Linked DNA regions of Sus scrofa: regions 1, 3 and 4 are each linked to region 2. The links are chromatin contacts, called in public HiChIP or PLAC-seq and promoter capture Hi-C maps. All regions are on one chromosome and are shown on one strand. The core of a region is the stretch at or near the end of the contact, and the rest is flanking DNA. Distances in the headings are between cores, read along the strand shown. Region 1 holds the start of CAMK1 (calcium/calmodulin dependent protein kinase I). Region 2 holds the start of EMC3 (ER membrane protein complex subunit 3). Region 3 holds the start of TATDN2 (putative deoxyribonuclease TATDN2). Region 4 holds the start of OGG1 (N-glycosylase/DNA lyase).

The links. Promoter capture Hi-C pulls out the DNA fragments that hold promoters and counts their contacts. HiChIP or PLAC-seq counts read pairs in DNA pulled down with a chosen protein or histone mark.
Region 1: a contact with region 2 is called in an H3K27ac HiChIP or PLAC-seq map of alveolar macrophages. The contact joins the promoter of CAMK1 here to the promoter of EMC3 in region 2. A contact is called at or near these places in 1 of 5 promoter capture datasets (liver), 1 of 47 Hi-C or Micro-C datasets (embryonic fibroblasts) and 2 of 2 datasets of contacts at active chromatin or transcription factors (alveolar macrophages and skeletal muscle).
Region 3: a contact with region 2 is called in an H3K27ac HiChIP or PLAC-seq map of alveolar macrophages. The contact joins the promoter of TATDN2 here to the promoter of EMC3 in region 2. A contact is called at or near these places in 1 of 47 Hi-C or Micro-C datasets (liver) and 1 of 2 datasets of contacts at active chromatin or transcription factors (alveolar macrophages).
Region 4: a promoter capture Hi-C map of liver shows a contact between it and region 2, with 4 times the contacts expected there. The contact joins the promoter of OGG1 here to the promoter of EMC3 in region 2. A contact is called at or near these places in 1 of 5 promoter capture datasets (liver), 2 of 47 Hi-C or Micro-C datasets (embryonic fibroblasts and fetal liver) and 2 of 2 datasets of contacts at active chromatin or transcription factors (alveolar macrophages and skeletal muscle).

What each region holds. Positions count from the first base shown.
Region 1 is chr13:66,053,876-66,056,575 of Sscrofa11.1, reverse strand. It overlaps CAMK1 (calcium/calmodulin dependent protein kinase I), which reads left to right and starts at 1,318. Exons shown (of 14, transcript NM_001190195.2): 1 at 1,318-1,452.
Region 2 is chr13:66,240,532-66,243,231 of Sscrofa11.1, reverse strand. EMC3 (ER membrane protein complex subunit 3) reads left to right here and starts at 1,269. Exons shown (of 8, transcript XM_003358517.4): 1 at 1,269-1,628. The coding sequence starts at 1,474. It overlaps FANCD2 (Fanconi anemia group D2 protein), which reads right to left and starts at 1,281. Exons shown (of 44, transcript XM_021069313.1): 1 at 1,189-1,281.
Region 3 is chr13:66,420,158-66,422,857 of Sscrofa11.1, reverse strand. It overlaps TATDN2 (putative deoxyribonuclease TATDN2), which reads right to left and starts at 1,386. Exons shown (of 9, transcript XM_003132363.6): 1 at 651-1,386; 2 at 279-519; 3 at 113-276. The coding sequence starts at 513.
Region 4 is chr13:66,037,255-66,039,954 of Sscrofa11.1, reverse strand. OGG1 (N-glycosylase/DNA lyase) reads right to left here and starts at 1,286. Exons shown (of 10, transcript XM_001928192.7): 1 at 806-1,286; 2 at 423-530. The coding sequence starts at 529. BRPF1 (peregrin) reads right to left here. Exons shown (of 12, transcript XM_021069303.1): 12 at 2,509-2,700.

The DNA of each region.
Region 1 (2,700 bases), core at 69-2,568, 190 kb after region 2:
TAGCTGTCATATTTTGAACCCCGGTGGTACTCCAGGCACGTCACATCCATTATCCCACAGAATTCTCAGGAAAATTCTGAGTCAGTCATCAATATTCCATATTCCAAATGAAGAAATTGAGGCTAAGAGAGGTAAAGTGTGACTCAGAAAAGTTAGTCTCTAAAGCCTTTCTAGGAACCTCTTCCTCTCTCATTGTAGAATGGGCACAATAACCTGACCACCTTCGGACACAGTCCTGAGGTTAAGACAGGGAAAAGCCAATTGAAAATGAGATTGAGCTAAGCATTGTCCTCTCCCTATCTGCAGCTGTAAAATGCAGGAATTCAAGATTGAGGAGCGGCCATGAGGTGGAGTGGGGGGTCCCCAGAAACGTGCCTCCTCCGGCTGGCTCCAGTCCAGCCCCACCCCTTCTTTCTGGGAGTTGCTCCCTCAGTCCCTTCTCCCCAAGGAAGGCCTTGCTCAAGAGGACACAGACCAGGTCTTTTGGCCCCTTGCCCGCCGCCCCAGAGCGGTTTTGGGCTTCCTCTCCCAACCTGGCCCTGAGCCAAAGGCCGCTGGCGCCAGCCCAGTCACGTGGTCCTCTTTGGCCCGCTTCCACGAGGATCCAGATTTAACTCTCCCCCCTCCCCCTTCCCTCCCCGCCCCAGTCCCTCTGGGCACCACACCCGATCTGGCCCGCAGGTGTAGGGAATTAGAGCATCAGCTCTGCAGGTGTGGAGAATTAGAGCCTTAGCTCTGCCTCAGAGAGGGACCTCAGTTTTCCCGCAAGTCAAATGGGATCCCCACCCTAAGACTGTCTCAATTCTCTTCATCACCTACCCTTGCCTTGTCCTTTCCGAACGGCCCCAGGCCTCCACTCCTCTCAGTCTCTAGAGCTCTTCCCTGGGCCTAATTCCCAGGGGCGGACAGGGGCAGGGAGAGTAGGACAGCGCCCAACCCTAAGGGAGCTCCCAGAACTGGTCTGAAAGAAACTCCTAGAGATAGGGCGAAAATGGCCAGCTTCCGGCATCAGACAGACTTGTGTTCGAATTCGACTCTGCTTCTGACCAACTGACTTTGAGCGCTTCATCTCTCTGTGCCTCAGTTGTTCCTACTGTGAAACGGGGACCCAGCCTGATGACGAAGGATGAAAAGAACCCAGCGGAGGATCTGACCTGCACGAAGGGCGGCCGCTGTTAACTCCTGACCTCTCGCCCCTTTCCCAGCCCGGGAGCGGAGCCTCACCTCCCAGTCCCCAGTCCCTCCGTCGCAGGCTCCTCCTCCACTGACATCAGAGCCGCAGGCGGGCGGAGGGAGCCAGCCGAGTCCGAACCAAGCCCCAGCGAGAGAGCCGGCGGCGGGGCCAGGCGCGCAGCAGCGGCGGGCGGCGGACGGCGGCCAGCGGCCAGCGGCCAGAGCCCAGCACCAGGCACCTCCGGCCTCCCAGCCAGCCCCGCGGCGGGGCAGCCGCAGGTACAAGCCCAAAGCCGCGCCGCCCGACCCTGGGCGCAGCCGCTGGATACCCTCCCCCAAGGATGGAAAGGGGAGCCCGGGCGTGCCGGACTCTAGATGGGCAGGGCCGGGCCTCACTCCCCAACCTCTGCCCCAGGCCCAGCAGGTGCCGGTGGGAAACTGAGTGGGTAAAAGAGGAAGGTGGGGAAGGGATGTGTGTGCGTGCGTGTCTGCCTTCAGCTGGGCCTGAATGTGGAAGGACTGGGCATTTGGAGGTATGGATGTGTTGGGATATGAGAGTGACTTAGCTTTGGCAAGGGGCTTCAGATATGAAGTTGCAGCATGTTGGTGTATAAGGGTATCCGTGCGGATGTCTGGGAGTCAGTGCTTTTGTTGCAGATATATGTCCAGGTGTTGTGGTGTGCTGGTATCCAGCTCAAAAGGGCAGTAAGTCAGAGTTGGGGACGTATACAGTTGTGTGCTGACCATGTTTGGAGTTAGGAGTATAAGGATTTGCAGTTGAAGAGCTTCTAGGATAAAGGTATGAATGAATCTGGGATGTCTGGTATACAGGTGAGTGTGTGTGTCTGCCTGTCTGGGTGTCATCAAGGTGTGTATGGATGTGTGTTTTGGGGTATGAGAGGGATGTTTGGGTGTGAGGATGTCTGGGGGAGTGTGTGTTTGGATGTGTGTGCTGACGTCCGGGTGTACATGTGTGATCAAGTGTCAGAGTAACTGGGGATGGCGTGTGCTGGAGGCAGGTGTTTGGGTTCAGGGGTGTGGGTGGCTTTTGATGTGAAACTGTGAGGTTCATATCTGCCAGGCTTCCAGGTGGGTTTAAAATTCTGCCTCTACAGCTTACCACCAAGTCTCCTTTCCTAGAAGTTTCTGCCCCTTGGGATTGGTGGCCAGGCCCCCTTGGGAACATGTCCCATCCAAAGAGTGGAATCCCACACTAGGAGCTCTAATCAGGGCACCTTCCCCTCATTTTTTCCCATGGAGGAAAAAGAGAAGGAAAGGGCCCTCCCTGAGGACACACAGTACACTGAGCTCTGTTTTGGCTTCACTCTCTGTGGACCTGGGATGGGATTGAGAGGCTGTGTTCTCTGGATGGGTCCTAGTCTGGCTGCAGTGCCTTCCTAGGTCTTTGCCTCCAGCAGTCTTTGCTGGGGCCCAGCTAGGGGTCATTGAGCAACTCTGGATCCAAACCCTATCCATCACCAACCTTCGTCTCCCCATTCTTCATCTGATAAATGGGGAGAGCTCACC
Region 2 (2,700 bases), core at 20-2,519:
AAGGTGTTCTTTCCAACTGAAATGCTCTTATCTGCCTGTAAATTACTCCACCTCCTTAAAGACTCAGTCAAAAGCCATCTTCCTTGAAGAGTGTTCCTCCTATTCCCAGGGAGTTTACCACTCCAGCTTCCCTGATCCACAGAGATGTGTGGGAGCCCTTACCGCCAGGCTCTTTGAGAGCAAGAACCTAGTGTCACTTATCTCGGTATCCCTTGACCCCAGCACAGCACCTGGCATTAAAAACTTCCAAGAATATTTGCTAAAGGAGAATGGCTGGCAGGAAGGTAACTACTAACAGCTAGCAAAAACTATTTTAAGTGCTTTATGTTTAATACTTCATTTATTCCTCATAAAACTTTTTTTTTTTTTTTTTTTTGGTCTTTTTGCCATTTCTTTGGGCCGCTTCCGCGGCATATGGAGGTTCCCAGGCTAGGGGTCAAATCGGAGCTGTAGCCCCTAGCCTACGCCAGAGCCACGGCAACGCAGGATCCGAGCCGCGTCTGCAACCTACACCACAGCTCACCGGCAACGCCGGATCCTTAACCCACTGAGCAAGGGCAGGGACCGAACCCGCCACCTCATGGTTCCTAGTCGGATTCGTTAACCACTGCGCCACGACGGGAACGCCATAAAACATTTTGAAGTAGATACCATTATTATTCTCACATTGAGTGGCAGAGCTGGGGTTCCAATTTAGCAATCCGGCTCCAGAATTTGACTCTTAACTACCAACTACACGTACTCTTGATTATAATAATGGCTTCCAATAAAAGTTAATATCCGCTACATACCAAGCACCATGCTAAGCGTATTCTTTATCCGTGGCCTCGTTTACTACTTATAAACACTACCAGCCATTCTGCAGACGGAAAAACTAAAGTAAGTCAGGCCGTCTGATTTCTGCGCACACATCTTTAACACGTGCTAACCCATCACGCTTCCAGAAAAGTCTGAAAGCCGAGGAGATAGGGCGGGCTGCCCGGACCAATTCGGTAAATCCCTCCTTATTTCGTCATTTTAACGACGCAGCAAGGTATCTGGGGGTGGGGGGTGGGTACTGGCACGCGACAAAGGAAGCTCAGGTTTGGGGCTCGAAGCCTCAGAGGGAAAAGCCGCGCTCGGCGGGGGCCTTGGGACCAGACCACAGGGCAAGGGACCTCGAGGGACAATGACCGCTGCTCCACTTACCCGCCAAGAAGTCACCGCCCTAGGCTTCGACTTTCCCGCCCCGCACGCCGCCACGCCAACGCCACCGGAGCGCGCCTGGCCGTTACGTCAAACTTCCGCGCCGGAAGTGGGCGGGCCAGTGGCCCGGCCTGGGGGAAGGGAGTGAGGGCCGAGGCTACCGTGGTGGGTCCCCCGCCAAGCTGGTTAAGGGGAGTGAGAAGGCCCGGAGACTAACTCGACGAGAAACCCCGCGCCCCGGGAAAAAGAAACCCGGCTACACCCGCAGGCCGCCGGCGCTCTGTGAAGATGGCGGGGCCTGAGCTACTGCTCGACTCCAACATCCGCCTCTGGGTGGTCCTGCCAATCGTTATTATCACCTTCTTCGTGGGCATGATCCGTCACTACGTGTCCATCCTGCTGCAGAGCGACAAGAAGCTCACCCAGGAACAAGTCTCTGACAGGTTAGCGCCCTCCCTTCTCCGGCGATCCTACTCTCCTATGACCTTGGGCAAGAAAATGTAGGGGTTATGTTAGTTTGCCGGGGTTTCTCATCGCCCCCCCCCACTACCTCAGTGTTCTTTGGCTGTGTGTTTCACTTTCCTCATCTGCAAAAAGAGGATGATAACAGGACATGCCCCATAGAGCAGGCGTGGGGATTAAATTTTAGATGATGTCTATGGAGACTTTATCATAGACTTGGGGCATGGTAGTTGTTCAATAAAATGTTGCTCTTAATATTATTAGGCTAGTGGCCAACCCTCGGTGGTCTTATCTATGAACTCTTAATCAAAAAGATAGGTGTGATTATACTTCTTTTACCAAACTACTGTGGTGGTCAGCTTTCCAAGTGCTTTGCAAATGTAAAACTGTCATAGAGATGTGAGGAGATGTAATTAATCATTTCCCTTCCTGGAGTGGAGACAACATCTTCCTCATGTGCTTCATGACTGTATCTACCTGTGTCAAGAAGTAATTTGAGAGAATTTAGGTGATATCCAGACATGTGTCCACTCCATATCAAATTAAAAAATTTTTCAGTTAATCGTTCTGATTATTTTGAGACCAACTCAGGCGAATGCTACCATGTCTTTAACACTTTCCTATCACATATTAATCACATTTTAACAAAGAGCAAGCCTTAGGTTCAGAACTTTGCCCAGGTAACAATATCTAGCTGAAAGTTAATAATGTTCTTTTGTTTTTATTGCAGTTATGTTAACATTTATTTTCTATGTGTGGCAAACAATACTGGTGTTAAGCCATGTTGCTGGTAATTGAAAGACTTCTAAAACTTATATAAGTAGGAAAAGTTGATATATAAAAAAATATTAAGTTTTTAGTAGTACAACTGCTTGGTAAATAAGACAAAAACCATAATCATGGAATGGGAATAACTGAAGTTTGGAAAGCACTGCTTTATCATTTTCAGTTGTGCCTCCCAATTCAGTTGAGAATAATCATAAACCAGTACTTATTAAACACTTATTTTCTGCTAGGCATTATGCTAAGCACTTATATTCATTAACATTTAAA
Region 3 (2,700 bases), core at 137-2,636, 180 kb before region 2:
TGGTATCCTTTCACCAAAAACAAAAACAAACAAACAAAAAAAAGTCCCACCCCCGACATATCAAGCCAAGCGGAAAGAGCTTCAACGTTTGCTAGGCGTTGAGGCCACTTACCTTAAGGCTGCAGGTTTCCTCCTCTAGAGAAGCCATTTCTTCTAGAGAGGGTTTGCCAGGGGAGTCCCCTGACGAAAGGAACCCCTGTGAGCTCCGAATCAGGCCTCCCTTGGAGGCGGCCCCACCCACACCTGGGCCAGAGGAATGGGAGGAGGAAGAAGAGAGGAACTTCTGCGGCGGGATGAGCCCCAGGACAACCTCGGCGAGCAGGCCACATCTTCCTCCTTCTGGGCTTTCAGGCGCTTGGGGCTGCTGGCCCCTCCAGAACGCGCTGCAGAGCTGTGAGTTGGCCGGCTGGAGGGGGCCACATCACTGGGCTCCCGGAGGCAGCTGCGCTTGCGGGAACTCCGCTCCGAAGTGCTGCTCCAGTGGTACTTGACCTTGCGCCGCTCCGACGCCATGGGCACCTGCAAGGTAAAGAGGGGGCTGGAGTCCACCACCAGGCCTGCTGGCAGCCGCTCCTCAGACTCCCGCCATCCCAGGATCCCCTGGGGTAGGGCAAGCCAATTTGTCAGAGCCAGGGTCTGGCCTCACTGACCTTTCCCCCTTCTTTCCACTGCCCATCACAGTTCAAGGCTTCAGAGATGCCAAAGCGCTTCGAATGTGTGCGATTCCAAAGCGCTTCAGAGAATTCCAAATGATCCCAGGATTTACCAAAGGCTTCGTTCGATTCGGTTTCCAAGCCCACAACGTGCTTCCGCGATTACCAAGCGCTTCAGTTTGCACAGAGCTACTTTGCAGATGTCAAAGCGTTTCCGGGACTACGATGGAGCTGGCGATACAAAGCCTTTCAAAGGTGTCAGAGCTCTCCGAAAGGCCACAGGGAGCTGTTAGATCCACACCTGGAGGCCAGACCCGCAGTCCCTAGTCGGGCGCGCGGCCCGGAGGCCCGGAACGCCGAGCACGGGCCGCAGAGCAGGGCGGGACCCGGCGTGCAGTCCGCCCTGCCCCCGCGGCCCCGCCGACCAGCCCCGGGCCGCAAGGGGTTGAGCCGCCCTTCAGAAGCCGGCGGCGTACCAGTCCGCCTGCTTAGGGCGCCCCTGGGCCCGCCCCGCCCCGCCTTTGGTCCCTGCTGCAGCGGCCCAGACGTCGACCCCGCACCCCCCCCCCACGGCCCTGAGGTTTCGCACCGGCCGCCTGCTCGCTGACAGCCTTAGCCCCGCGGGGCTGGCCTTGCTTCTCCGGAGCTCGGACCACACTAGCCTTCGCTGCGTCCGCCTCCCGGAACGAGCCCTACGGCTCGCAGCTCCGGCGTGCGACGGGGGCGGGTCTTGCGCTGAACGAAGAACGCCCATTGCTCAAATGGAAAGAGGCGGGACTCCAAGCAAGACGGAGCTTGCCTGCTGGTCAGGAGGCTGGGAGGCGGGGCCCTACGCCTTACGAAGCTCATTCATTGGTTGGACGCTAGACCCGGCAGGGCCACTCACGTGTGCTGTAAGAGCGCGAAGCTGAGGCTGGGCCGCAGTGTCTCAGGTCTGCCAGCGATGGAGGTAGGGGGCGTTGGCGATCCCGGGTTCTCAGATTGCGGCTCTCTGCTGCTCAACGCTTTCCCTCCGCTTAGCCGGACGCATTCTGATCTGGATGCGCTCGTGAACCGACACCAACCTCATCAGCCCATTTACACAGGAGGAAACTGGCTCAGAGACCAAGTGACAAACCCGGAAAATGAAAGAATTGGAATTAGAAATTAGAAGCCGAGAGAGAGGGAGAAAGCTACCCCTCGCAAAAAAAAAAAAAAAAAAGACAAAGTTAAAAGACAACATACAAACTTGGAAAAATATTGGCAACACATGACAAAGGACTGATGTCCTAAACTACGCTAAAACTCTGGCAAGAAGATAATTTAGTGGGCGAAGGAAATGACCCGATGAACAGAAACAAATCACCAAGGCTAACATGAAAAAATGGCTCATTTAAAAAGTGCAAATAAAATTGTTTTCACTCATTAGATTAGCAATGATCAAAAAGCATGAGAATATCATTTGTAGCTAAGGATGTGGGGCAAAGTGCCCCCATATATCACCAATTGACGGTAAATTGGTGTAACATTTTGGAAGGCGGCCCTGTAGTAGCAAGAATGAAAACAGTATCCGGTGAGTGAGGCTAGTCACATAAATTACAGAATACCCATACAAAAGAATACCCGGCAAAAAGAATGAAGTAATCCAAAAGTACTGTTGAAGAAGATGTGAAAAAACACAGGATCCAGAGCATGAGTGAAAATATCTGTAGAAAAAAAGAAAAAAAATATATATATAATAAATGAGAGAGAAGCGGAGCCTTAAGATAAAAAAATTATTAAATATGTCAGAGTAACCACTGTGTATTTGTATTTCTAACAGCTTTACTGAGATGCAATTTACATAGCATGAAGTTCACTGATATATAATTCTATGGGTAATTTTATGTAATCAGAGTTGTCCAACCAGTACTGTAATCTAATTTTAGAACATTTCGTTACCCTAAAATCTTGTTTTCATTACCACTCCCCTCCAGAAAGCAACTCACACCCACCCCCAAGTACACACACACACTTGGTTTATCTCCATGGCTTTGACTGTTCTAGACATTTCATAAAAATGGAATTA
Region 4 (2,700 bases), core at 37-2,536, 200 kb after region 2:
TTATCTCCACTTCATAAAGGAGGTAACAGGGTCACCACCCGTGCCTCAGTCTCTCCTTTGTACTCTGAAGTTTCTTCCATCTCCCCCAATGATTCCCCCCCTTTTTTTTTTTCCTTTTGTCTTATTAAGGTCGCGGCGACATATGGAGGTTCCCAGGCCAGGGGTCCAATTGGAGCAGCCAGCCTACGGCCACAGCGACGCCACAGCAACGCCAGATCCAAGCCGCGTCTGAGACCTACACCACAGCTCACGGCAACGCCGGATCCTTAACCCACTGAGCGAGGCCAGGGAATCGAACCTGCAACCTCATGATTCCTAGTTGGTTTCGTTTCCGCTGCACCTCGACGGGAACTCCAAACCCCCAGTGATTCTTTACGTCCCAGGTCTGCAGTGCTTAGAAGCCAAGAGCCAGGGTGACTTACCGGAAGGATTGCCCAGAAGCCAGAACCAGGTCCAGGCGCAGCTCAGAGCGTGGGCAGGGGATGGAGGCCCATAGAGCTGGGACAGAGGCTAGGGTGCGATGCCCCATGCTACGGGGCAGAACGGAGAGAGGGCTAATCTTTCCACTTCAGGCTCTGCCCCGTGATGGTCCTGCCCACTCCATAGCAGCTCTACTTACCACCAAAAGACCACGCCCCTCAAGGCCTCCCCACCAAATCCTGACCTCTAAATTGATTTAAAGCCCCGCTAGTTTCATTTAAATTCCTTCACTCCCCTCAGGCCCGGCCCCTTGCTGGCCACCAAAGCTCCGCCCCTCCCATTCTGTCCTATCTCCTGCCTCTACCCTCCGGCGCATCCTCCTTACATGTCCTCCCCTTGCCCTCCACAGCCTCTGGGCGCGCACCACAGGTCCTCAAGCGGCTGAGACTTTGGGAAGCGCGCGCAGAAGCGCTCTTCCGGTTTCTTAAGGGGCGGACCTCGCTAGCGCCGGAAGTAGGGCTCAAGCCCGGCTAATTGGATCCAGAGGTAGCCAGTCGGCGGAGAGCTAAGAGAGGCCAATGAAAATCGGGCGTGGCGTCGGGTGGGTGGACTTTGCAGCGCCTCAGCGGTTGGCGCGCGCTGGGCTAGCTGCCCGCCCTGGGCTTTTTCTCTGCGCTTGTGCTCGCTCCGCACGCCCGCTGGTTCCGTCCCGACGTCCCGCAGCCCGGTCGCAGAGAGCGCCCTCAGGCCCTAGTCCTCACTGTCCATTCTCCTCAGAGCCCTGGGACTCCTCAGGGTCTGCCTGCCCTCAGAATCAGGTCCTATCCCCTGCCGTCCAAAGATAGCTTTTCTCACCGAGCCTCTCCCTCCTCAGTCCGCCTCCCATGAACCCCCCTTCACCGAGAATCGCGCCAGAATGCAGCTCCGGCTCCGTTGAGCCTCTGAGTGTCTCCACAGCGCCTGGTCCGGAGGATCTGCCCTTGCGCCCGCCGGCTGAGCGGCTTCCCTCGGAGACCTTGTCGCTGAGCATTGACGCTGCAGCCTCAGACCTCCTCACGGGCTTCTTCGTGAGAGATCTAACAACTCTGTCTCAGGACGCAGCAGCTTCTTCCTGCAGATGCAGCCAGCCTGGGGCCTCCTCGGGGACTGGGCCAGGCGGCCCATAGAGGCCACAGGACCACCAAGTGTGTGGTCCCGAGGTAGCCCAGATGCCAGCGCCTTGGACTGGCCCAGGAAGGATGTGTCATGCAACTTCTTCCATTCTGGAAAAAGTTAAAAATCAAGGAGACAAAGAACTGTCTTTGGGTGGTTTTTCCCCTGCGTAGTGATATTTGGTTCCTGCATCTGAATAATGAGCCTGGCAGCTGATCTGTCAGTGTCCACCCACCCACAGAGCCTGGCAGCATCTCCATTGCCCTGCTCAGTAGCTGCAAGGCAGGGACAGCTGCTTGCCTGTAGCCCTCTCACCTGTAGGCAGGCCAGCTCATAGGTGCCCAGACTTGGAGGGCTTTCCTTCAATAAATGTTGAAATCAGAAGAGGTGTCAGGGTTGGGAATGAATGAAGAGTAACCTTTTGCATTCCTGCTCAGTCCGCAGCTAAACAGGGAAGGTCACAGCTATAGCCACTGTAAAGAAGTACTTGGACCATCCAACTGGCAAAGAACTTGAAGCACCTGGAGTCCACTAGAAACAGGCACTAGACTTTTCCAGCAGTTTGGCATGCTGTTTAAAGGGCAAGCATTGCAGAGAGGCAAATCCTACCTCTGTGACTTCCCAGATGTAGGGACTTAGGCAAGTTACTTAATGTTTCTAAACCTCAATGTATGTCTTTGTGGAGATAAGTGCCCTATTAACTTTGCCCAAAGTTACTTCAAGGATTATACAAAACTATCTAAAAGTGCTTCAGCACAGGGTCTACCACTTAGTTAAGTTCATGGAGAACGGGAGCTGTCACATTATTTTTGCTATTGTCTTAACAAATGCAGCAGACACAGCAACAAGCAACCGCTTGGGGCCAATTATTTACCATCCCTGGGGGAGAGAACCTTTTATCCCTTTGCCCTGGCAGAAGGCAAGAACCAAGAATTCCAAACAGACCATTTATTTTCTAAGAATCAATATATTTTCTTCCTTTGAAATAAATACAAACCAGTTTGAAAGGAGAGGGAAATCTATGGGAAGAAGGGAAGTGGGGACAGGCCCCAGGATTTTTAGTACCAAATGACTCTGGCGCGACCCGGAAACGCAGTTACAAATGAGAATAATTTAAATTCTCCGCTA